Regions from separate parts of the Sus scrofa genome. Here region 1 is linked to region 2. The links are chromatin contacts, called in public HiChIP or PLAC-seq maps. All regions are on one chromosome and are shown on one strand. Each heading gives the region's core, a stretch centred on a gene start, on an enhancer-like site or on the middle of the called end of the contact. The rest is flanking DNA. Distances are from core to core; before and after follow the strand shown.

Evidence for each region. HiChIP or PLAC-seq counts read pairs in DNA pulled down with a chosen protein or histone mark.
Region 1: an H3K27ac HiChIP or PLAC-seq map of alveolar macrophages shows a contact between it and region 2. The contact joins the promoter of PRDM15 here to the promoter of MX2 in region 2. A contact is called at or near these places in 1 of 47 Hi-C or Micro-C datasets (embryonic fibroblasts) and 1 of 2 datasets of contacts at active chromatin or transcription factors (alveolar macrophages).

What each region holds. Positions count from the first base shown.
Region 1 is chr13:205,238,680-205,243,918 of Sscrofa11.1, reverse strand. PRDM15 (PR domain zinc finger protein 15) reads left to right here and starts at 2,357. Exons shown (of 24, transcript XM_021071017.1): 1 at 2,357-2,494. The coding sequence starts at 2,393.
Region 2 is chr13:204,794,946-204,800,235 of Sscrofa11.1, reverse strand. It overlaps MX2 (myxovirus (influenza virus) resistance 2 (mouse)), which reads right to left and starts at 1,603. Exons shown (of 8, transcript NM_001097416.1): 1 at 1,465-1,603. It overlaps FAM3B (protein FAM3B), which reads right to left. Exons shown (of 8, transcript XM_021071007.1): 8 at 3,444-5,290.

The sequences.
Region 1 (5,239 bases), core at 1,108-3,607, 440 kb before region 2:
GGGGCGGGTGTGCGGGTAGGGGAGCCCAGCAGTGGTCGTGGCCAGTTTGGGGCTCCTGGGAGTTGGCGTGCATTAGGGCAATGACCTAAGTGATGGGGGTGCCAGCGGAGGACCTGAGAATGTGTCCCAGGCTGAGGGAAGCAGTGCCCATCCCAGACCGCATTCCCGGACAGAAGGTGGGGCTTTCACCGCGGGGCGGGGCACAGCAGGGCGGGGGTGAGGGCGCCAGCAAGGTGACCACCTCTGAGCCCCACCAGATCGCACCGGCAGCACCACACACTGGGCAAGCCTCCTGCCCACTGCCTGTGCCCTTCCCTGCGGATGGGTGCTTGGTGCTTATGACCAAGCTCACAGATCAATTCATACATGTGAGTCTGGCTGCAGGAAAGTCCCTGCCGGTGGGACGGCTGAGCCAGAGGTCACGTGCATCTGGACTGTCTATGGATATTGACAAATGGCCAGGATACAGGCGTGCTAATTAATCCTCCCACCTGGAAAGGGGAAACCACTTGTTTCTTTTAAACTTTAAAAAATCTCTGCTGCTAGGAGTTCCCGTTGTGGCTCAGCAGAAACGAATCTGTCTAGTGTTCATGAGGACGTGGGTTCCATCCCTGGCCTCGCTGAGCAGGTTAACCATCCGGCATGGCTGTGGTGGAGGCTGGCTGCTGTAGCTCCAATCCAACCCCTAGCCTGGGAACCTCCATGTGCCATGGGTGCAGCCCTAAAAAGACGAAATAAACAGTAGATAAAAATGATCTCGTGGCAATTTTGCTTTTTCTCTTATTACAGTACAGTGATTAGCGTCTTCTATGTTTAAAAGGCGTCGCACGTTCTCGTCTGTGAACTGTCCGTCGACTGTTCATTTTCTACGGCGTTATTTATCTTTTCTTTTATGGCTGCACCCCCGGCACATGCAAGTTCCAGGGGCCAGGGAGCCACAGTTACAACCTACTCAGCAGGTGTGGCAACACCAGATCCTTTAACCCACTGCACGGGGCTGGGGATGGAACCTCTGCCTCCCCAGAAAATGAGCTGCTGCAGGTGGATTCTTAACCCACAGTGGAAACTCCTTTGCATCTTTTTCTTGTTGGTTCTTAAGAGCTTTACACAAGCAAGAGGAGAAACCCTTTCTAATATCAATTTCAAATCATTTCTCTCCGTTCATTCCCTCTCTTTGACTTTATTATTACATATTTTTCTTTGGGGGCCACCCTGTGGCATATGGAGTTCCCAGGCCAGGGATCCCAGCCACAGCTGCAGCAATGCTAGATCCTTAACCCACCGGGCCCCGTGGGGAATCGAACCTGTGTCCCAGAGCTCCCAAGACACCACAGACCCCTTTGTGCCACAGAGACTTATACCTCTTCGACTTGATTAATGAGGGTTTCTGCCAGGTAGAAATGAATGACAGTACATCTGAGAATCCTGTCCTGGCCTAGATAAATGACCCTCTGGTCCCTCTACTTCTAAGACTTTCTGATCCTCCTGTCCACTGGATGGTGGGGGCGTCAAGAGGCCAAGCTTGGGAGGGAGGCAGAGCCAGGGAGCAGTCTGCCTGTGAACCTTCCACCCAGCAGTGCGGCGGGGTAGTGGTTAAAGGGCGGATTTCAAGGACTCACTTGGCCTGGCCTCTGTCGCCAGAGCGCTGCTGGCCTCCCTCTCCTTCACGCGCCTAGGGGCTGAGCAAGGGTTTCTAAGCATTTACTGAGTGCACAGGAAAATGACCAGGGATTGCAGCAACTCTGGGCTAAATGCAGAACTCATTATGATTGGGCAGCAAATCTTAGGCCCGTTTTAAAGAAAAAATTCGACTTCCTCTCCCACCTAATCCCCCAAAGGCTCGGAGCGGCCATCAGAAGAAAGGGGTGCTTGTGCGAGCTGCCAGCGCGAAGCTGTCGGGGGTCGCGGTACCAGCCTGCGCCACCAGGGAAGGGGCCGCGCGTGGCCGCCAGACGCTCCCTACCGTCCCGGGGAAAGGGCAGCCGGAACCCGCCCCGCTTTTCCCGGCCGATCCGGATCCAGCCACCCGCTCACCCCGCCTGCGCCCTGTCACAGTCCTGTCTACACCACCCTCGCTCCCCCTCGTCCACGCGGTCCTCAATCCCACTGCCCCGTCTACCCCAGAAGCTCCCGTTCCACTGGTCTGTGCCACCTTCTCCGTCCACACGACCCGCGCGCCCTGCCGCTCCCTGGTCCACGCCGCCCGCTCCACCGTTTCCGTTCTGGTCCACACGTCCAGCTTCCGCGCCCAGGCCTCCCGCTCCCCGGCTCTCGCGTCCACGCCGCGCTCTCGCGTCCACGCAGCCCTGCCGCCCGCTCCAGGTGCAAGCCGCCGGCTCCCCCGCTCCCGCGTCCACGCAGCCCGCGCCCCCGGAGGACTACAACTCCCACAATGCCCCGCCGCCGCCCCCCGGCTTCCGGTGCTGCGCAGTTTCCGGAGCGGATCGCAACCCGGAGTCCGGATCCGATCCCGCTCTGCACATTCCAAAGGCAGGTAAAGCCCGGGCCCCGCGCCCGCCGCCCGCCCCCGCGCGCGCCGCCCCGGCCCGGCCCGGCCCGCCGCCCCCGCGCGCCCCCGCCCGGCCCGCCGCCCCCGGCCCCGCCCGGCCCGCCGCCCGCCCCGGTCCAGCCGCCATGCCGCCTGTTCTTTGTTACATTCGCCGGCTGCGGGCACCGTGGGCGATCGGAGTCAAAACCCGGCTGGATTTCCCGGAGCCGCTCCGGGATCGCCCTGCGCGCCGCCAGCCCGCCCGCCGCCGGCCCCGCCGCGGGCCTCGCCGCCCATCGCCCCCCAGCCGGCCTGCTCCGGGCGCGGGGCCGGGGCCGCGCTCGCCCGTGGGCGCGGCGCGGGGGCTCCTCCGCCCCCGGCCCCCGGCCCGCGGTCCCGCCCCCGGGCGCCCTCGTCGCCGACGGTCCCTCGTGATGTCACTGTCCCCGTCCTGGGCCCAGCCCCCGGGGGCGCACGGGGAGGGTCCCTGGACCCTGGCTCCTGCGATTGGAAAAGCAGACCCCTGGATTCGGGCGATGGGGTTGCCAAGGCCCCCACATCATCCCGTTTGCGTAAACCCGGGGGTGGTAGAGGCAAGGTAGCGAAATCCGTGGACCTGTGACCCAACCAACCCCGCCCTTGAGGTGGGAGGCTGTGTTGGGAAGGGGCGCACCGGCCCCGCCCTGGCGCGGACAGGTGGACCAGCTGGCCACGTGGCCTCTGGCCGGGGGACGGGTGTTCGCGTTAAGGGTCAGCTTTGAGAAGACAGGTGAAAACGCGGAGTGGAGAGAGCGCCCTACCTGACAGTTATGACTATTCTGTGTTTATTAAGCTCTCAGTGTTGTTGAGATCTTTTTCACAAATGCACAGAAGTTGGCCCCTCCCCCACCCGGGGTAGATTAAAATGGTAGAAACAAGTGTGCCATCAGAGACACGTGGAGCAGGGTACGCATTTAAAGCTGTCAACCCACAAAACCCACTTTTGCCTAAGCCACTCTCCAAAAATCTGGACTCACCAGATACATTTGGAGAACCCAGCTTGGTTCCTGGAGGTATTTGTAAGGATGAAAAGTACATGAACAACTGGTTTTGCCAGAAATCTTAAAAGGTAACAATGAGACCTTTCCCTGGAGAGTGCAATTATGTAGACACTTTGTTTTTATAAGTCCGCCTCCCCCACCCCACCCCACACACTGTATTTTGTTTCAAACCTGGACATTTTCACATTTTCCACATTTTCACTGCTCCACTCTGCTTTTCTGGGTTTCACTGACATCCCTGCCTTTTATGGTGAATGGTTGAGAAAGAGAACTGTAGTTTGAATTTTGAAAGCGGAGAAACAATAAGATTTACCCTTTATAAAGTTTCGTTCTCCTGTATCTGTGTTTCATATTTTTGCAGAAGAGTGGCGGACAAAGAGTACAATAATATGGTTGATTTTCTAAGCAGATGGAACAGTTCTTTCTTTCCTAGAGACCAATAAATTAATTTCCAAATCAACCCTGCCCGCAACCCCCATTAGCTTTTCCAGGAATGTGAGAAAGGACCCCCTTAGCTTGGGATTTAAATACCTCTCATAGATCGTATTCTTTCGATACCATCGTCTGTGCGGACAGCCAGGAGAAAAACACGCCTCCCATTCTGCAGGTTTAAGGCTCTGGAGGCAGTTGTTTCGTGCACTTGGGATGTGAGAGGCTGAGACGGTGAGCTGTGACTCAAATGCTGTCTCAGCCTCCGTTCGACACTTGGGAAGCGTGCCTGGCGATACCCATCCAGTTCATCTCACGAGGTTCACGAGTGCGCATGTTCATTGGCCGTCCGCTCAGCAGCTGTCACGTGCCAGGCACTGCAGAGCAAGAGGGAAGCCCCTGCCCGTGGACCGAGGGAGGTAGACAGTGCTTAGAATGCAGAGAAGAAGACCGCAGGAGTTCCCGTCGTGGCTCAGTGGTTAACGAGTCCGACTAGGAACCATGAGGTTGTGGGTTCGATCCCTGGCTTTGCTCAGTGGGTTAAGAACCCGGCGTTGCTGTGAGCTGTGGTGTAGGTTGCAGACGCGGCTCGGATCCCACATTGCTCCGGCGGCCACAGCTCCGATTCGACCCTATCCTGGGAACCTCCATATGTTGCGGGTGCGGCCCTAGGAAAGGCAGAAAGGCAGGAAGGATGGCAGGTGGAGAGGCAGGGATGTGGGTGGCAGGGACCAGGAAGTTCGGTGTGAGCGGGGGACATCTGAACAGAGACCAGGGCTGTGAGGCCCTCAGGGGGGATCTGAAGTGTCACAAGCCAACCAGTGCCAAGTGCAAAGGCCCTGAGCTGGCCACAAGCTTCTGTGGTCAAGTTGGGGCAGCACAGGCTACACTGAATTCAGTTTTCCCTGAGCCAGTGGACACCAGTGGGGGCTTTGGGCAGGGGTGGAGTAGGATCTGTGTCTTTTTAGAGATGACCACCGCCGCAGAGGGGGGAGGGTCCAGGCCCAACAAAGGTCTCCCAGAAACAGGGTGGGGGCGGGGGGACATGAGGTGTTAGGATACAGAGTATTTCTAGAGCGAGGAGGGCCTGGCTGCTGGTCCAGGGGAGGACTGTGCAGCTGACAGGTGTGCGGGTTGGGGGGTGGCCCGGGAATCAGGGCTCCGTGGACCAGCGGCGTCTTCAGACACCCCTTGGGATGGGGAGACCCTTGCCCAGGGCCCATGGTCTGGTCCCCACCTTCCGTAAGTGGCCCCATCCCAAGGAAGGGTCTGCCTGAGAGAC
Region 2 (5,290 bases), core at 354-2,853:
TCCTGGGAGAGCTGGCTTTCGAGGACACCGCTGAGAGCGACTGCCACAAGCAAGGGGGTGCCCCACGCTGAGGCCAGGCTGTGGGGCTCCCATTCTGACTTCTGTTCTCATCTGTGTGGTTTCCTATGTCACCAAGCAGTGACTTCGGTTCTGACACTTTCTACCAGGAAGCCCCACAGGGTTCCCCGGGGCTCCCTGATGGGGCTCAGCCCCCCTCAGCGGCTCCACTCCCACCCTGCCCATTCCAGACGAGGCCACTCCGGTCCAGGTGGTCACCTGTGTGTCTGACCCTGGGGACCATGTATTGATCAGAGGTTCCTACGACCCCCTCCTGGGGTTCAAATAATTTGCTAGAGCCGAGAGAAACCTTTCACTTACTAGATCACGGGTTTATTATAAACGGATGTAACTCAAGAACGGCCAGACGGAAGATGCAGAGGCAGGTCGGGCAGGGCACGGGGCTTCCAAGCTTTCCGGAGAGCCCCTCCCCCGACTCGGTGTGCTCACCTGCCCCTTCCCTGGTGGGCTTTCAGAAGGCTTCTTCGGAGACAAGACTGATGACTGATTAGCTCGCTGGCCATCAGAGATCAAGTTCCAGCCCCTCTGCCCGCCCGGAGGTTGGGGGAAGAACTGAAGGTTCCAGCCGTCAACCACGTGACTCCTCCTCCAGGTCCCCAGCCCCCATCGCATTAACATAACCACAGGACCTAAAGTCATCTGTTCTCGTAACCCGAGCCTGTGCGCTCCTTACTTCCTAGAGTTTGGCAGACTGTGTCAGGCACCCGCGAAGGCCAAAGAATACATTTCTTTTTTATTTTTTCTCTTTTTTGGGGGTGGGGGAGGGCTGAACCTGCAGTATATGGAAGTTCCCAGGCTCGGGGTCGAATCAGAGCTGTAGCTGCTGGCGGCAGCCGCAGCCACGCCAGATCCGAGGCGCGTCTGCGATCTACACCACAGCTCACGGCAAGGCTGGATCCTTAACCCACCGAGCCGGAGCCAGGGATCAAACCGGCATCTTCACGGACTCAGGTCGGGTTCTTCACCCGCTGAGCCACCAGGGGAACTCCCAGATTTCTCTTTTTTCCTGTCTTTGTTGTGAAACAATCACCATGACAAGTCACCACCTCTCCTCAAACATTTTTTTCTTAGGATACAGATTCTGAACATCTGCTCTCAGCAACTTTCAAAAAAGCAGCACAGTTTTACTAGCTAAGAGGTGGGTCACGGTGACTATATACTTAGGACAATTCTTATAAACCACTAGACCACAGAGCAGAGTCCTCTGCCCACCCCAGGTACGGTATCTGCCACGGAAGTACCCAAAGCCACTTCTTTGTGACCACAGGCCCCTGGCCAGATTTGGGAAGACAGCTCCCAGACCGGTCATTTCCCCTCCAGAATGTGCCCTCTTCCCGAAGCGGGGGCTGGGGGCCAGAGTCAAAACGAGCAGCTTCAGAAATTTACCTGTTTCTCGCCTCTGGCAGAAGCCGCACTGACCAGGAAATGCTTCTAGAAGAAAGGTCTGGGCTGCAGCCCTCCGTCCAGGGACCGAGCTCTTACCTGAGCACCCGCTGAACGTATGGAGACCAGCACAGCATCTATGGCTCGTCCCCCCGGGCTTGGCTTCCCTTTTATAGGACAGGCTCTCCTTGGTGTACCTCCCTTTCCAGTGGGGAAGGAAATGAAACTAACAGCCTGCCCCAGAAATGAAACTCAAGAATCAAAAGACTTTCCCATTACTCAGCCTCTGTCTTCTGACTCTGGCTGCATCAGGTGGGCTCACGGGGCCAGACCCCCGCCCCCGCCCCTGCCCTGTGAGGCGCAGGTGCCCGACCATCTGCACTGCTAACAGGTTCTCAGGGAGGCGGAGAGATCCAGCCAGTTAGGTCCAGCAGGGCTTTCTGAGATGGTGGAGGCGTGCCATGCTGCTCTGTGCTGTCACCCTCTCCCCGTGTTCAGTGCTGAGGACCCAAAGAAGGGGCGGCCCCAGCTCCCCACAGTGCCCTGCTCCCACAGTGCACACGCTTACACTCGGGATGGTTCCTGGCCCTTAGAGTCCTGGCTGGGAACTCAGCCCCACTTGCTTCACCTGCAAAACTCTAGGTGTGCAACCTGGGGTCGGGGGGCAAAGCTCCCTCTGCCCTGTGATGGAATCCCTGAATCCAGGGTGTCGTGTCAGGCATTTGAATCCCAGGGAGGGGAGAAGGGGGTGCGGGGAGTGACACCTTGGTCTCAGCTTCACCCCAGATCCTTGCAAAACAAAAACATCATAAATTAAGAAGACACGTTCTGGGCACTTCCATGCTCATTCACTTTACTTGTGGACAGGTTTTCTTTTAAGGAAGGAACTCAGAGGCTTATAAGAAATGGTTTGCCAATCCCGGCATCAGGAGGTCACAGGGAGAGTTTTCAGAGTCAGCCTTCTGGAGGATCTAAAGCCCGGCTCATCCAGAGGGGGGCGGGGGGGGGGCAGAGGGGGAGGGCCCAGGAAGACTGGGCAGCTGATGGCACGCTGAGATAGCTAGCGTTTCCGTTTCACTACGGATGGTTTCTGTAACAGGGCGGGGAGCCTACTGTTCTGGAAAGAACAGAGTGACACTCGCTGGTCCCTGCATCCCCTCCGATGCACCCTCATCCCTGCAACATCAAAGCGCTGGGCTGCTCAGCTCCCGGGTGGGGCAGGCAGCAGGGAGCATGGTGAAGCGCCCCACAACCCCCGCGCTCGATAGAGCTGCTTCCTTGAGAGGAAGGGCTGGCCTGTGGGCTCCTACAGCCCCCAGACTGCACTCACCCTCAGCCGCCCCTCAACCACACAGAGGAGACCATGTGACCGTCTCCCCGGATCGATGACATGGAGGGACCAGGGAGCCTGCAGACAGGCAAGCGTCCCAGCGGAGCGAAGCAGCAGAGGCACTTGGGGTGGAAACCCCCTGACTCTTCACTGCCCAGGTCCTGCCTGCTCCAGTGGGCGTGACGATGGGGACCCATCACAGGCAGATGCTAAGAGCATGTCAGCCCCCTGCACGGTCCCCGTGGACAAGGGACAGGCCAGGCCTGGCCTGGATAGTGCCACCATCTGGGCTACAGGGAGACCAAGGGCTCCCGAGTGGTGGAGGGTCCCAGCCGGTGACACCCCTTCCTCGGTCAGGCACAAACGCACTTCCTGCTTTTTGTTGTATCAAAAGTTCCTGGGCTTTTGGTAACCCTGGTGATACGGACGCTACGCGGTCAGGAACTGCCTGCCTTCTCCAGGGCTGAAGCTCCCAGGGAGGGAGGGGGAGCCCTTCCAGGCCCTGGGAACGGAGGGGCGGGGCCACGCTGGGGAGGGGGCGGGGCCGCGCTGGGGAGGGGGCGGGGCTTCAGCTCATTTCCTCACCAGGTCTGGCTTTGTAGGACAGGTGCTCAGGGGTGCTTGCCCATCTCAGTCTCGGACTCCTTGGCAGTTTTGTTTTTTCTTTCTTTTTTTTTGGTAATATACTTTATTTTTCAGAGCACTTTCAGGTTCACAGCAAAATTGAGAGGAAGGTACAGAGGGTTCCCGCAGAGTCCCTGCCCCATCCATGCCCAGCCTCCCCACAGTCACCCACCCACCCCCAGCCCCAGAGGGCTCCACCTGTCACACTCCCCAACCCACGCTGCCACGCTATCACCACGCAGAGCCCACCGCTGACATCAGGGCACTTTTGGTCTTGTTCACTCCATGGGGTTGGACAAGTGTGTAACGACATCCACCTCCTGGGCCACAGGACCCGCCCCTAGCTCGCTGCCCTCAGACTCCTCTTTGCGCCTGCCGCTGCCCTCATCTCTGTACCGTCTCCACTCTGCTGCCTTTTCCGAGACGCCTTCACCCTCTCCGCCGGAACCCAGAAAGCGGTTCTGCTGGCTCATCTGCACCCACGTGTCCTTTTTGTAAGGACACCGGTCACTGCTCTAGCTTAGTCCATCAACAATGAGCCTGCTTCCAGGAAGGGCCCATTCTGAGGTGCCGGCGGTTAGGACTGAGAAATAAAGCCGTGCCTGCCACATCAGCAAACAAAGATGTCACAGTCGTCAGTGCCCGCAGCCACCTCAGAGCAGGTGAGCCCCCGGGGGGTCTCAGGATGGGAACACACAGGATGCTGGCTCCTGGGAGCTGAGGCACACATCGAAGGAGTGATTTCAGGGAGCCCGGATCTTGCACCTTCCCATACAGAGAAAAGGACCACATGCCTTGAGATGCCTGGTTTCCAGTCATGAACAGGTATTTAGCTTTTGTTCCCACTCCCTGCCCTTTGAGGCAAAAACTCCTCTGTAAACCCCCCCCGCCCCCCCCACCTGCTGCCTCCTCGGGGCAGTCTTCTCAGGGTGACTTGAGATGCTGCCTCCCAGGCTTAAGTCCTCCCTTTGCCCCAAAGAAAACTTAATTCTCCCCTTATAGGTTGTGCATGTAGTTTTGTAGTCGACAGGACTCAACTGAAGAATCGGGGGAAACAGAATTCAGCCCGTACCAGGGGCTGAGCCAAGACGCCGTCCAGTGGTCTGCAGACCCTCTGCAGAGAGAGGCCAGGCTCCCTGAGGGGCTGCTGCCCAGAGGCCACAGCCCACCCCTCCCTGGGCCAGAGCACGGCTTGGCTTCCAGGGGCCACTGTCCTCCTGTTCACAAATACAGGACAGTCGCCCCCAACGGCCTGAGGTTGACACCCCCCACCCCCGCTCCAGCTGGCCTGTGGTGCCAGAACGAAGGCTCACACGTCCTCGCAGGAGCTTTGGGGGAACCCGGACCTTGGCTCTCGCTGGCTTCGGTGCCTGATAGGGACCCTCCCCCAGCCTGGTTGCAGGCACACAGAGCTGAGCCTCAGCCGACCTGCAGCCCGCATATAACACTCGGTGGTGTAGCCACCAAGACAGTGCTGGTTCGACACCGCAAGGGTGCTGAAAGGCAGGATGCCCTGTGCTGCCAGCTTTTTAAAAGATCTGCTGCTTTATCAGCAGGAAGCCATCGCTCTGGCCCAGTGCTTGAAAATCACGCATTCATCTCAGTCCCCCTCCTTCACAGGTGAGAAGCCGAGGCTCAGAAAAGCACTAGGAACCTGGCATCAATGTCTCCTACTTCTCCTGGCGGCCAGACCCCGGAGGGAGGTTCCAGTGGTGCTGGGCACTGGCTTGGTTTTCTTAACTGCACGTCACTGGTTCCCTGAGTACGTGGATATGATGTGTTTCCTAGGACACCTGGGGTACAGAGTGGCCCTCCTGAGAGCAGACCCTGCTCACCTGTGAGTCACAAGTCCCACCGGCCAGAAGGAGGGAGTGT